Regions from separate parts of the Gossypium hirsutum genome. Here all the other regions are linked to region 3. A link is a contact called in public Hi-C data. All regions are on one chromosome and are shown on one strand. Each heading gives the region's core, a stretch centred on a gene start, on an enhancer-like site or on the middle of the called end of the contact. The rest is flanking DNA. Distances are from core to core; before and after follow the strand shown. Region 1 has its middle 24 kb from the start of LOC121217708. Region 2 has its middle 33 kb from the start of LOC121217708. Region 3 holds the start of LOC121203073 (30S ribosomal protein 3, chloroplastic).

Region 1 (5,032 bases), core at 539-3,038, 320 kb before region 3:
AAAAAAGGTTATAGTTTTGATACCAGTTTTCTATTTAAGCCTGATTATAGTTAATAATATATGATTTATAGTATAGTAACAAATGATAACATTTTTTTAACTAAATAGTAAAATAGAGGTAAAAACTCAATAACATATTAATAAATAGTTCTATAAATAAAATAATTGTAAATAATCGATAATAGAATATAATAATAAAATTAATAATTATAATTGTAAAAATTTATATAACTTATTAAATAAGTAAAAAATTATAAATATTAATTTTACAATACTTAATTAAAAATATATATTTATACAAAATAATAATAATAGGTAAATACATAAGTGAAAATAAAATAAATTAATTAATAACTTTTTATTATAAAAATATTACAAGATTCATATTTTAAATAAGTCACGTATAGAGAAAATTTGTATATTTATTTTCTATTAATATTAATATTAATATTAAAATTATGATTTTTATATTTATTTATAATTAAAATTTACTATATTATATTTTTGAAAATATTATGTGCATAAATAATTATTTAGACCACTAATGGAGTAAAAAATATCCGCAAGCAAGCCTACCCTAACTTTCTTCTTCTATATTAAGAACAAATGATTTTATTTTAGACTTGTGATTTTTTATTCCACAAAATAATAATCCCCCCTCTCTTTCTATATGAAAGCAATTAGGAATAAACCCTCCTTTACGTGGCAGAGCATTTCTAAAGCCGCGAGTATTTTGTATGAGGGTTTTGGTTGGATCGTGGGTCGGGGGGATAAGATCGACATTTGGCCCGACAATTGGGGATTCGAAGGGCTTTCGGGTGCTCGATCAGACTTGATAGACAGGCGGTCCAAGAGAACAAGGTGAGTGACCTGTTGAATAATGAGAAAGACGGCTCGAACGAGAGTAGGATTTTTGAGATCTACGGTGATTTTTTGGGGGACCAAATATGTAAAATCCCCCTTTTCCATAATAGTCCTGATGATTATCGTATCTGGTACCATAACCCCTTTGGTTACTATTCTACCAAGTCTGCTTACTCCTGGTTGACGCTGAAGCATGTGGGGTATGGCCCTCATCGGATCTTTTGGAGATTGGCCTGGAAAATTCAAACCCTCCCGAAAATTAAGATTTTTTGCTGGCGTTTAGGGTATGATATTCTCCCTACGTATGATAAAATTTCTAGCATTCAGAAGGAGGTTAAAAGCAATTGTCCGAGATGTGGGAGCGACAAGGAGACCCTCATCCATGCTATGAAAGATTGCCCGAGGGCTAGGGCGGTCTTGGTCCATGGTGGTTTAAATAATAAAGTTCTCGAAGGCACTTACAATAGGTGTGTGGATTGGCTCGAGGATGTGGCTCGCATGATAGATAAGAAGGCGTTCTCTGACTTGATTACGGTGCTGTGGAACATTTGGAATAGTCGGAATAATAAAGTTTTCCATGACAAGGAGGACGGTGCCATGGTGACCTGGGACAGTGCTGCTGCTTTAAGTCGTGATTTCCTCATTTTCAACTTTTTAGAGTGCCCGATGATTTCGAAACCGGAAAGAGAGCAGGGCTGGTGGAAGCCTGACCAAGGGATGGTTAAAATTAATTTCGACGCTAATACGAATGGGAGGAAGATCTGCTTCGGTATTGTGGCGAGGGACCATGAAGGCTTTGTTCTCGACGGTCGAGCGGGTGTGCTGGAGAAGAAAGTTCAAGCCGAATGCGCCAAGCTGCATGCGTTGGAGGAGAGCATTATTTTCGCCCAGACTAAAAGTTGGACCAAGCTGATTTTTGAGTCGGATTGTGTGGGCTTGATCAACCAACTCAATAAAACAAAAATTGACTATTCAACTATGGGCCATTGCACCAAGGATATCATTAATAAGCTGAAACAGTGCTGTAATTTTAGCTTTAGTTTTGTTTGGACCCCGCGTGGTTGTAACAAAGTTGCGGATAGTCTTTGTAATTGGGCTAATGTCCAGAATTGTATTACGGATTTTGATATGGATTATCCTTCGGAATTCCATGATTTTATTTTAAGGGATGTTATAAAATGATGTTGACCATTGGGTCTTTTTATCAAAAAAAGAAAAAAAGAAAAAAAAAAGCAATTAGGAGATTAATCACTCTATTATTAAATGGGTAAATTTAGTCATTATATTATTATAAAAAATCAAATAAAGTTAAATTAGAATAGAATTAACATTTAATATTTAAAAAAATATTATTTACTGTTTAACAAAGTTAATTTTTTTAAAGTGCTTATAGTTTTCTAAATAAAGTCTTTTGTTTAGAACTAAATTACAATTGTAAAAAATATTTTTTAAAATATTTTTTATACAGAAAATGTTAATTCTGTTATAGTTTAGATTTATTTAATTTTTTGTAATAATATAAAATTTTAAATTATTTTATATTATAATAGAAGTACTAATTTAATACAACTTAGTCCTTAAATTCTAAGTACTCTTTTAACTTATATATGTGTCTGAATATTTTTCCCTCCCCAAAGTCGGACCTGCCATCCTTCTTTTGGGTTTACCTAGATGAGATTATTGGTAAGCTTGAAATCATAATAAAAAAAAATGTAATTTTTTTTTTGTTGGTGATGGGGATACTGGTATGGGACAACCGAAGCAATAAGACCACTAAACAAATACAATGATACAACAACAGTGAAGATTCTTTTGGACTTTCCTCTAATTTTGTTCTTACTCATAACAACAAACCTAAATACTAGAAAGCACAGCTCAGAAAGCATCACTTCCTCATTACTTCACTTCATCCATCCACATGCCATCACTCACTTAAACACTATTTTATGAGTAAATTACCTTATTTATGACCCGAGTTTACTTGTTTTTTTCATTTTTTTTCACTTATTTTAAAAAATTATTATTTTTGTCATTTTTATTGGATAAATTGTCAATTTAAATCATTTTATGATTTAAATGAGTTGAGTCATCAAACGGAATGTTGACGTGATTTTGTATAATAACAAAATTAGTCCTTAATGTTTACCTATTTTCTTAATTTAATCATGATTTAAAAAAAAACAAATTTAACTCTTAATATTTACATATTATACTATTTTAGTTATGATTTTAATAAGAAAATATAAATATAAATTAATAAATAAATATTAAAAAAATTAAAATTTATAAAATACTAAAAAATTATAAAAAATATATATTTAAAATTTTTTAAAAAATTTAATATATTTTCACACCAGCCTTCCCCAAAATCCACACTTTTCCTTTCCATCTTTCTTTTCTTTTTTCGTTTTCTCAAATATACTTTCTATGCCTATCATTCTGAGGTTATTTAAATTTGACTTTTATTTTTTATTGTAAAAATGAATTATTTTTTCATTTTAAATTTAGATTATTTATTTGAATTAAAATAGTAAGAAGAAAAATTTGTAAATTTTTAGAATTTGGAAAGAAATTAATTAGATAATACTTTCATTACGAATCACTTAAAATGCGCACCAAATAATATAAGAATAACACTATCTTCTTTACACTGCAATCTAAAATCATCTCATCTCCACTACCTTTTCACTATTATTTCTTGTATTTACTTCCCACTTTTTCTCTATGATGTTTCCCCCAACCCCAAGCTCAAAAATTATAAATTATGCATTAATTCAGAAAAATTAGAAAGGAAAACAAGAAACCAACAACGTTAGATTAAAACTATATGAAAGATTTAAGAGGTAAATCAGTTAAACAATTAAAATCTACAAAGAAATATTTGAGTAACGAGGAACAAAAATTGGCCTTGATTGAGGAAGATAAGAAGGAAAAGTGCAGATTGAAGGTGCCAAAATATATTAAGATTTAATAATTTTGAATTTTATATATTTTTTAAAATTTAAAATTTTTAATTTTTAGAATCATGGCCAAATTGGTATAATGTGTGAATAGTAAAGGCTAGATTTGTTTTGTTTGTTAATCAATAAAATAAGTAAATATTGAGAGTTGATTTTATTATTATACTAGACTATATTAACATTCAATTTGGTAACCAAACTTAAATTAATGGTGGAGTGATTAAAATTGATAATTTATGTGATGGGAGTAAGTAAAATAACAAAATTTTGAAATGGATGTTGAAAATAGAAATGTGAGCAGTAAATAAAAAATTTACCCCTAATTTAATTACAATTGTACTTACTCTAAAGGCTTCAAGTTATTACTAATCAGAGTTTGGTAGCTTTGTATAATAAATGTATGGGTACATATACAATAATTGCTAAATTAAGATTAGATGATTGAGACTTCAAATTTAAGAATAACCAATTAATTTTAATATATATTATGATCATACAAAGAATGTTGATTGCAATTAATATTTTTAGAATCCAATCAATTAAATTATTAATTATTAATTAAAATTTGATTTAATAAATTTATATCTGTTCGTAATTTAAACTGAATTTTATTTCTCTTTAGACCAATTTTCATTGTTGTAATTGCATAAGGACCACCTCTGGGGTTTCCTAACTTCAACCGTTACTCAAAAGGTCAACGTTAGTTAATATAATGGGGAAGGGTGTTGGTTGATTTTTGGTTACATAATAATGTCATTTTCAATCACCATCCAAAATCATAATCCTAATTCCTAATTTGGACCTGCCTCCCTTTCTATATTATCCACCCTGCCCTAATTTTCAATTTCCTCTCTCTCTTTCTTTTAAAAAATTTTATAAACAAACTTTGAAAAGGTTTTCTTAGTTCAAATTATTTGTCTCAATTGGTGTTGTACCACATTTTGTAACTTGGTAGTTTTACCAATAGATTATAAGTGGAGAGTACGGTAAATAAATAAATCAACATATAATGTTTTTTTAATTTAGTTTGAATTCGTCAATTTTACGTTATGCAGCCTTTTTCAATAAATGATTTTATTCAACAATTGGCTCATGCCATTTATTGGCTAATGACCAATTTACCCTTACAACAATGGTAATTGTAGCCCCAACAATGAATCCTATTATTTGTTGGAATATTTTCAAAATATATATAGTGTTCCAATAAT
Region 2 (4,521 bases), core at 775-3,274, 380 kb before region 3:
GGGATTCAGTTAGTCTTTTGCAAATATGAACTAGCTTTGACAAAATTTTAGATCTACATTTCAAGTCGGGTTGAGCTAGGGCAAGCATAAAGTATATTAATATAATGCTTAGGTTCAACCCGACCCATGGACACCTCTAGACGCCATCGGGTTGTGCTTTTGTAATACACTTTATACAAGAAGTCCTTTTCATTGGTTAAATGTTGGTGCTTTCATGCATGTGGCCCAAGTTCGACTTCTCCTTTCAGCATTTTGGGTTTTTTTTTTTTATTCATGTTGTTTGGATTTTTTTTAATTATGGTTCAAGCTTTTTTTTTATTTTAATTTTTAAATTTTACTTTTCTTTTTTGATAACTGGGGAGAAGAATGGGGTTGGTTGAAATCGAATCCAAGTTTCATACCTATAACTAAATATTCTTACCATTAGGCTAAGAGATTGTTGGAAATTTCTAATTTTTACTTTTTAATTAATACTTTTAATTAAATTAATTCATGTTGTTTAAAGCTTTTTTATTTTAATTTTTAATTAATGTTTTTAATTAATAAATAGGTTGTCTTCAAGTTTTTAAAATTTTATTTTTAATTCATATTTTTAATTAATAACTCCTTTATTTATAAAAACAAAATAATAAACATGTAATTATATAATTAAAAAATATTTTATATATCATTATGTTAAATATATTTTATATTTTAAAAACATCAATTAATTTTTTAATATATTTTTCTTGATTTATATTTTTATTTCAAATTTTTATTTTTTTTACCTATATCGTGGATATTGTAAATTCTAATATTATAAAATAAAACCATTATTTCAAATATCATTGTTTTTTCACCTACATTATGGGTATGGAAAATTATAAAATTATAAAATTAATTAATTATTTCAAATATCATTATTTTTAGTAAATACAATTTTTTTATGTGTAAAATAAATTAAAAACATCATTGTTTGATTTTATAATATTAGAATTTACCATACCCACAACGTAGTTGGAAAAAATAAATATTTGACATTTAAAAGTATAAATAAAAATATATATTTAAAAAAGTAGTTGATGTTCTTAAAAATTAAATTAAATTTAACATAATAATATATATCAAAAATATATATTTTATTATATAATACATATTTATTGTTTTATTTATATAAATAAAGGAATTATTAATTAAAATTAAAATTAAAAATATTGAAAAAAAAGACATGTTTTTTAATTAAAAATTAGAAAATAAAATAAAAAGCTTGAAACAAAATTAAAATTAACAAAACTCCAAAAAAAATTGAAGTTAAAATAAAAAAAGCTTGAAACAAAATTAAAATAAAAAGATTGAAACAACATGAATAAAAAAAACACAAAATATTAAAAAGGGAATCGAACAAATATGAAAACATCAATATTTAATCATATGATGAAAAATGCATCTTGTATGAAGCATTTTGCAAAAGCGTGTACCCCATAGCACACTTTCATGACACACTAGGAAAAATGACATATTTCCCTACATACTAAAAAAGTAGTCTACATCCCTTTTTTTTTTCTTTTTAAAAAAAATCAACATATCGATAATTTTCTCAAGTAATAATGGTAGGGTTATGAACCAATAAATTAAAGTAAAAGGCTTCAAAAGGTTCCTTCTCTCCCAATCCCAAAACTGATCCCAACCCAGCAATTAGTAGCATACCTCTTGCCTCTGGATCAATCTGAAAGGGAAATCAAGATCAGAAGTTCTTCCCTTAGAAAACGCGTCTAAATTTGTGTATGGAAACCGCCTTTTGTCTTCATTGATCAAGATGCTATTCGTCTCTTTAAATCCTTGTTTAGATAAAATGGGTGGAACAAATTTACCTTACCTTGTCACAATATTTAAGTATTTTAAAACCAACAAATTTACCTTACATTGGTAAACAATGTAAATTTGAATCATAGATTTCCTAACTCTTTTCTATTAAATATAAAGGATTATTGAAGTGGTAATGGGCTAAGTAGTCCATCTAGAGCTACAAACCCAAATGAATTCGGAGCAAGGACTTTGAGAGTGTCCAATGGGATGGGTTATAAATTGACCTATTTCCTAGGCCGACTCAATAATTGGGGGTATTTGAACAAAATATATTAAATTTAAAATATCATGTGAATAAAAGTTTTGATTTAACTCGACTTTTATAAAATATTTTTTTTAATGTAATTTATATCATATGAAATTAAATATTTTATTATAATGTAAATATTAAAAATATATTAAACTATTTTATTTAAAATTTTAATTAAAAACATATAAATAGTAAAAAAACATACATATATAATTACTAAATATCACATAAAAATACAAATATATACTCTTAAGAATAATATATATATATGATTGGGTCTAAATAAGTTTAATTAGTCAATTTATAAATATAGATAATTTTAAATTTATATTTGGAACTAAATTAAACTTAAACAACTATATCTAATAATATATATATATATAAAATAAGGTACACAAGTATATAATGATGACAAGTGGTGTGTTTCTATTTTTTTATTTAATTTCTATATTTTTACAAATATAATTTCTATAGTTTTTAAAGCCATTATTTAAGTTAAATTAAATTTATTATAGTTAATTAATCCATTAATTTAACTTAAATAAATAAATTTTTATTTATTTAAAATAATGATTTATGATATCTAGATTAGTGTTTATTTTAATATTTTATATATTATCTATAATTAAATTTTAAGTTAATTTAATGTTTAAAATACATATTTAATTAATTAGTTAACATAAATTTTAAAAATTAGATAAATGTTTAATTAGATAAATATTATTTTTATAAAGTTAATTTATCTGTATAATTTAATTTATATATTCTTTGATTTAATTATTAGCATATACTAATTTTTTTTTGGAACAATTTTATTAGAGGTTCTGATCATATCTGTTCTTTTTAACACAATGCCTAGAACTATTCATAGACTCTCCGCAGCCCATAAATAGAATGGATAGTGCGCTTTAATGCACTCAAACCCACGTTATCCTATATTAGCAACAATGCTTATACCAATCGAGCTAAAACTCAAGGGCATATACTAATATTTTTAATGTGAAAGAAGTGTATATATCTATTTAACTTAACTATTTGTTAAGTTAGTATTTTAAAAATTTTATGTATAACCAAATAGTTAATTAAATAATTTTTTTAATATTTCAATTATATATTATCCTTATTATCTATAACAATTAATTAAGTTGATATTTTTAAAATTTTATATTTAAAATAAATAGTTAACTGAATAAATAAAAATTTAAAAAAATTAATTTATCAAATTAATTTAATTTAATAATTATATATTATAAATTTTATCTATAACTATTTATTAATCGAATATTTTAAAACTTTGATGATATCAGAAAAGAGTCCATTTCATTAGGATCAAAGTCAAAAAAAAAAAATTCACTATCAATCAACAAATGAAAATCAAAGTTAGTTTTTTAATTGCATATTTCTACTTTCTACATTTTTTTTTTCAAATCCAGAGGAAAAAAAAAATCTAGATTCACTCATATATAATATATTTTGCTTTATAATAAAGATGCTGATCATTTGTGGCATTTACATACTATTTATTTTCAATTACTTTATTGTGTCTTTTATTACATTTTTATAGTTAATAGATTTTATTTTTAATTATAGTTTTTATCATGTTTTATGCTTTAATAAAATGGTAAATTTATGCCATTAAAGATTTAATTTTTATGTACTTAGTTTATGTAAAAATAAAAAATTGAGCTTCAACTGGAGTCAAAATCATGACATTGAGGAGCCAATGTTGTGACACCAATACCTTTGCCATCGACTAAAGTGTAGGACTTCAAGAAATTGCACATTCGAGGTGGTTACCTCCAAGGTCGCGACACCAGCACTCGTGGTCGTCACATTGGGTTAATGATGTCGCAGCATCAACCACAACACTAGAAAATGAAGTAGTCAAGCCACCTAAGGACAATGTCATGACACTAAAAGCTAATGTCGTGAAGGACCCAATAAGCCAATTGAGTAGACTGTCGAGGATGTCGCAACACCAGTATGTAGGTGTCCCAATCCCGACAAGAAAAAAGTTATGATGGGTATTTTGTTGTCTAACAAGGATCAAAACCTGATTTTAAGTGAGGGCATAATTATATTTGTTAGGTTATATGTTATTAAACTATAAATGCTACTTTATAAGATTTTGTTACACTTTTTTTTTTAAGAATAGGATTTTTTTTAATTCTAATGTCTCCTACTATTTTTAATTATTTACAAAATTAGTCCATTAAAATTTTATATTATATTATTTAATTTATAAATTTATTCAAAGCATTAATTAAATTTAGTATAGTCATTAATTTTAACGGTGAAAAGTTAATATTCTTTTTTGGATTAAAGGTGAAAACTATGGATGAATTTTTTTCTTTTTTATAATTAGGGAAAGAGGTTGGGGCTTCTTAGGATCGATCTGAAGCTCTAATGCCTACAACATAATGCTG
Region 3 (4,848 bases), core at 1,843-4,342:
TTTCTTTTTTGAATCTATTCATACGTACATATTTTTTTTCTCTTTAAAAAAATGATATATATATATAGGGATACATATATATTTAAAATAAAAATAAAATAAAAATTTTACCTTTTCATTTCCGGCGAACGACGTCAGGCCGATGATCGGACCTTGGCCGGATGCTGAAAGGGGGAGATAGTTTGAGAGGTTTTCCCTTTGTTTTTTTTCTTTTTTGAGAAGTGTTGAAAAATAAAAAATAAAAAATAAAAGAGTAAATTTTGGTTTAAATACTGGTACTAAAACGGTACCGTTTTGGGCTTTATGCCCCAGAATCAAAACGACGCCGTTTCATCTTCACCCGCATGCACAACTCGACTCGCCTGAAGGATCCACTCTTTTTTTTAAAAAGGGTTATTTACGCTTTAAGGCCTTCCACATTTTTGTCATGTCTTAATCTAATCTTTTTTACTTTTAATTTTTTTCCTTTAATTTCGACTTTGTTTCGATTTAGTCCCCCAAGGGACTGTGCGTTTTGGGACAAGGGATATTTCCCTGATGAGTCCCTCCTCCCTTACACGTGTCTCGTTTTAGTCCAAAATCCAGCTTTTCTTTCTTAATTTATCCCTTAAAGTTCATTTCTTTTATTTTGGTCCCTTTTTATTCTTTTTGCTATTTCATTAACTAGTTTAATATTATTGTTACTATAATTATATTTATGTTTTCATGCTCACTTATTTGCTATTATTATGTTAGTAACTTTGTATTATTATCACTATGATCGTTATTACTAATTTTTTTTATACTATTGTTGTTATTATTATTCCTGATTTTATTATTAATAATGTATTATTGTTATTTTTTATTTTATTATTACTATTATCTTTTTTAAATTGCTGTTACTATTATTTATTTTACTATTTAATATATTATTATCACCCTTTTATTATTATTACTATTGTATTAAATTACTATTATTATTATTATATTTTTTTATTACTATTACTATATTATTTTATTTTTATTTTCTATTATTATTATCATTATTATTAATACTAATATTAATATTCTTATTATTACTCTTATTATTATCATTAGTATTATTATCAATATTATTATTACTATCGTTTTTGTTATCATTGTCATTTTTATTTTGTCATGTTTTATATATATATATATTTATTTATGTACTTATATATTTGCTTATTTCATTTTCTTTATGCATTTGTTTTATTTTATTTTTATTACTAGCCTTGCTTTTATTTCATCTTTTTATAATTGCTCATATTATTGTTATTGATATTGTCGCACCTATTATCATGCTATTATACGTATTAGTACCATAATTTGCTTTTATATTTCACTATAAATCACGTCATATTTTTTCTCGATACATTAAAATAATTTTTTCATAAAAGCAATATTCCATATTTAGAAATTCCAAAAAATCGTGCCCTAACTTACTAGATTTCGATTTTTCTTATTTAATCTAAAATAATGAAATATTCTTTTAAAATCACAACACGAGTTTTGAATAAAATACTTATTCTCGGAGATACGATGTGTTGTGTCCTAACTTATTGGATATGATATCTTGATACCCCGAGATAAGATTTTTGCAAACAAAGGTAATATTCGATATTTAGAAATTCAAGATATCGTGCCCTAACTTACTGGGTTTCGATTTTTCTCGTTTACTCTAAATAATCGGATACCCTTTTAATAGGTTAAAATACACAAATTTTAAATAAAAGGCAAGCTCGTTCTCGAAAATTCAAGATGTTGTGTCCCAACTTACTGGATGTGACATTTTATTATTTCGAGACGAGAAGATCTTTAACATTCAAGTGTTTCTACAAAAAGAGGGATCGTATTTTAAAGTCTTTCAAGTTTTCAAAGTTTCGACACTAAGACACTAATTAATCAACTAGGTACCAATTTTTGGGCATCACGAGGGTGCTAATCCTTCCTCGTACGTAACCAACTCCCGAACTCATTTTTTGATTCTCGTAGACCAAAAATTATCGTTTTAGTAAATCTTAACTTTTATTAAAATGATTAATTTAAGGTGACCCGATCACACCTCATAAAAAAGGATTGGTGGCGACTCCCATTGTTTGTTTTCATTTTCAAAATCAAAGTCGACCCCGTTTTCTAAAAAAATAGTTTCGACAATATTAATTATATCCTTTTTTTAAATATTTTTATAATTTAATAATTAAATTGGTGAACAATTAAAAATAACACTAACTCAATAAAATATTTAAATATAAGTATAAGTTTAAATAATATAAAATTCACCTGCATATATCAAAATTGGGTTCCACTATATTGAAATTAAAGTTTAAACATAAACAAGCATACCGATATGTTTCTTTATTAAAATAAATGGCGTTAATTTAAGATAATAAGTAATGTAATTTATGAGCACCATAACTTGTATTTAGAGGAGTTTATTGGTAGGTTATCTCCAGTTTAAGCGTAATATTAATATATTTTATATTTGTTTAAGTTCAGTTTGACCAAAAATTTGAATTTAAAATTTTGCTCAAACCCGTCCATATTTGTAAAAGACTAACCCAAACTTATTTTAGACTCGTCCATATTATTTTTTTAATTTAAAAAAACTTATATTATATTATTTTAATATTTAATAATTTTATACATTTTTTTATTTATTGAATTTTTTATATAGTCACCTTAACATTATTTTAATATTTACATTAGAGTATAGGTTTATTTTTTTTATTGAGTTCTAAATTTCATAATATATAAAAATAACATAATATAAATATTATAAACTTAAAACGGATCGAGCCGAGTCAGGTTAGGCTTTTGAATGTTTAAAGCCCAAGTCTGACCCATATTTTAAACGGAATTAATTTTTTTATTTAAGCTCATTTTTTAGACTTATTATTTTTGTCTAAATCCTCCTAAATTTTAAACAGAACTTTGGGCTTAAATGAATAACCGACCCATGAACAGATGTATCGTATTATAACATAATATAGAGCGCTCATTTGGTTAAGACATACATATATGTTAATAACAAATTAAAAAGAAATTTGAAGAAGAAATTATATCAAAGTATAGAGCTAAGAGGTTAAAGGAGCAAACCGAGTATAATTAAAACATAGGATCCAATCCAAGCCAATGTCCTCCTATTCCTACCATTGCCCCATATCCCTTATCCTTTCTCCACAAAGCAGCTTTTAAGACTCGCATCGTCACATCTCTCTCTCATTCTGCAATACAAAATGTTATCCATGGCTACTTCATCTACACTCCATACTACTTTCACTTGTCATTCCTTTCGTTATCAGAAATCCTTTAACACCCCCTTTTGCCTTAACAAAAATCCCATTTTGAAGAAAACAATCAAAACTCCAACACTAACTGCTTCGGCTGCCACGGAAGCTGTCACTGAGACTGAAACACCATCCGACTTCATCATTCCTCAGAAACCTGAGGTGGTGGTCAAGCAAGTTGGAAAGCCAAGACTGGTTTTGAAATTCATATGGATGGAAAAGAACATCGGGCTTGCCCTTGATCAAGTCATACCGGGCCACGGCACTGTTCCTCTAAGTCCATATTTCTTCTGGCCAAGGAAAGATGCCTGGGAAGAGCTCAAGGCCACTCTAGAAAGTAAGCCTTGGATTTCTCAGAAGAAGATGATTATCCTTCTCAATCAGGCCACTGATATCATCAATCTATGGCAGCAAAGTGGTGGCAACCTTGCCCAGAGCTAGATGTGCATTTCTTTATATAATTTTTTTTTGTCTTAGCTATGCAAAATGGCCTCGGTTAATCAACTGAATTTGAGAATGTTTGGTTTGAAACCTCTTAGCTCTGAACTAAGATATGAATTGTTGGTTTTAATACGATAACAAACACTGCTGAATTGTTGGTATTTCCCTAGTGATCCACATATTTGTAGATTTTTCATCCTTGTTAGATATGAATCTTTACCAAGTTAGTTTTTTTTCATGATCATTACATGTCATTGATGTAGATGGTATACGAATTTGATGCTAGTTTTTATAGAATTACCTTAGCTTTGTATAATTTTACCAGCCAAAGCATTGTCGAGGAAAATCTATTTAGTTTGGGTAGCCTGTGGAGGTAGATGCAAACATGCATTTGCCTAGGTGTCTTTAACTTGTACTGATTGAAGATAAATGAAATAATGTTTCTGCTAAAAGGACAATATTTCATCTTCTTGTTCAATATTGCAACTTAATTTCATCTTCTTCCCCTTTTGGGGATTTATATTTAATGCACTCACATAACCATGAGTCCCTTATTTTGGTTCCACGATTTCTCTTGTGTGTAGTCATTAAGCCTATGCAAGTTGTGTTGCATTCTGGTTTTTTCCTTGCAGGATGATACGTACTTGCATGCTAAGGCAAGGTAGTATAATTATGTTTGGGAACTTCGACTTGTTTTCCAACATATTTTTCTTCGAAAATAATTCCAAAAATGTTAACATCGAGTTTACGTCTCAAGAAAATAAACAAACAAGGGGAAACAAACAAACAAACTTATAGACCCGACTGATACCATAATGCAACTCGCCAAACTTCAAAATGAAATCAGTATACTGATGCCCCGCAGCAGCCACGAACTTGTCTAGTCCTTACAGAAAACGGCGCCTTATTCATGGTAAAGGGTCGTTTACCTTTCGTCCCAGAACTTTGAGCCACATGTTCTGTGGGGATTTCGGGTACAGCCTCCACCTTCAAGCCAGCACGAAGGCTTGAGGGGATTTGCTTATCAGATGAGTTCTGAAACATCAGTGCAGTTTTCTCTGTGTACTCGTAATTCTCATCTTCATCTTGGACCTTGACTTTAAACATGCTTGTGTTCATA

The links. Hi-C and Micro-C count contacts between places; a contact is called where the count stands out from the background.
Region 1: a Hi-C map of leaf shows a contact between it and region 3, with 2.6 times the contacts expected there. The contact joins the enhancer-like site here to the promoter of LOC121203073 in region 3. A contact is called at or near these places in 12 of 34 Hi-C or Micro-C datasets (callus, hypocotyl, leaf and 1 more).
Region 2: a Hi-C map of leaf shows a contact between it and region 3, with 1.9 times the contacts expected there. The contact joins the enhancer-like site here to the promoter of LOC121203073 in region 3. A contact is called at or near these places in 2 of 34 Hi-C or Micro-C datasets (hypocotyl and leaf).

Annotation. Positions count from the first base shown.
Region 1 is chrA03:56,438,942-56,443,973 of Gossypium_hirsutum_v2.1, reverse strand. No RefSeq gene overlaps it. Among protein-coding and RNA genes, the nearest start is that of LOC121217708, 24 kb to the left of the region's middle. Within about 2 kb of position 1,788, at least 4 of the 9 cell types and tissues checked have an H3K27ac peak or open chromatin away from gene starts, as enhancers often do. A contact at or near this core is called in hypocotyl and leaf, where this site is marked.
Region 2 is chrA03:56,495,719-56,500,239 of Gossypium_hirsutum_v2.1, reverse strand. No RefSeq gene overlaps it. Among protein-coding and RNA genes, the nearest start is that of LOC121217708, 33 kb to the right of the region's middle. Within about 2 kb of position 2,024, at least 6 of the 9 cell types and tissues checked have an H3K27ac peak or open chromatin away from gene starts, as enhancers often do. A contact at or near this core is called in leaf, where this site is marked.
Region 3 is chrA03:56,118,738-56,123,585 of Gossypium_hirsutum_v2.1, reverse strand. It overlaps LOC121203073 (30S ribosomal protein 3, chloroplastic), which reads left to right and starts at 3,092. Exons shown (of 1, transcript XM_041099147.1): 1 at 3,092-3,889. The coding sequence starts at 3,237. The coding sequence ends at 3,728. It overlaps LOC107887168, which reads right to left. Exons shown (of 5, transcript XM_016811331.2): 5 at 4,419-4,848. The coding sequence ends at 4,572.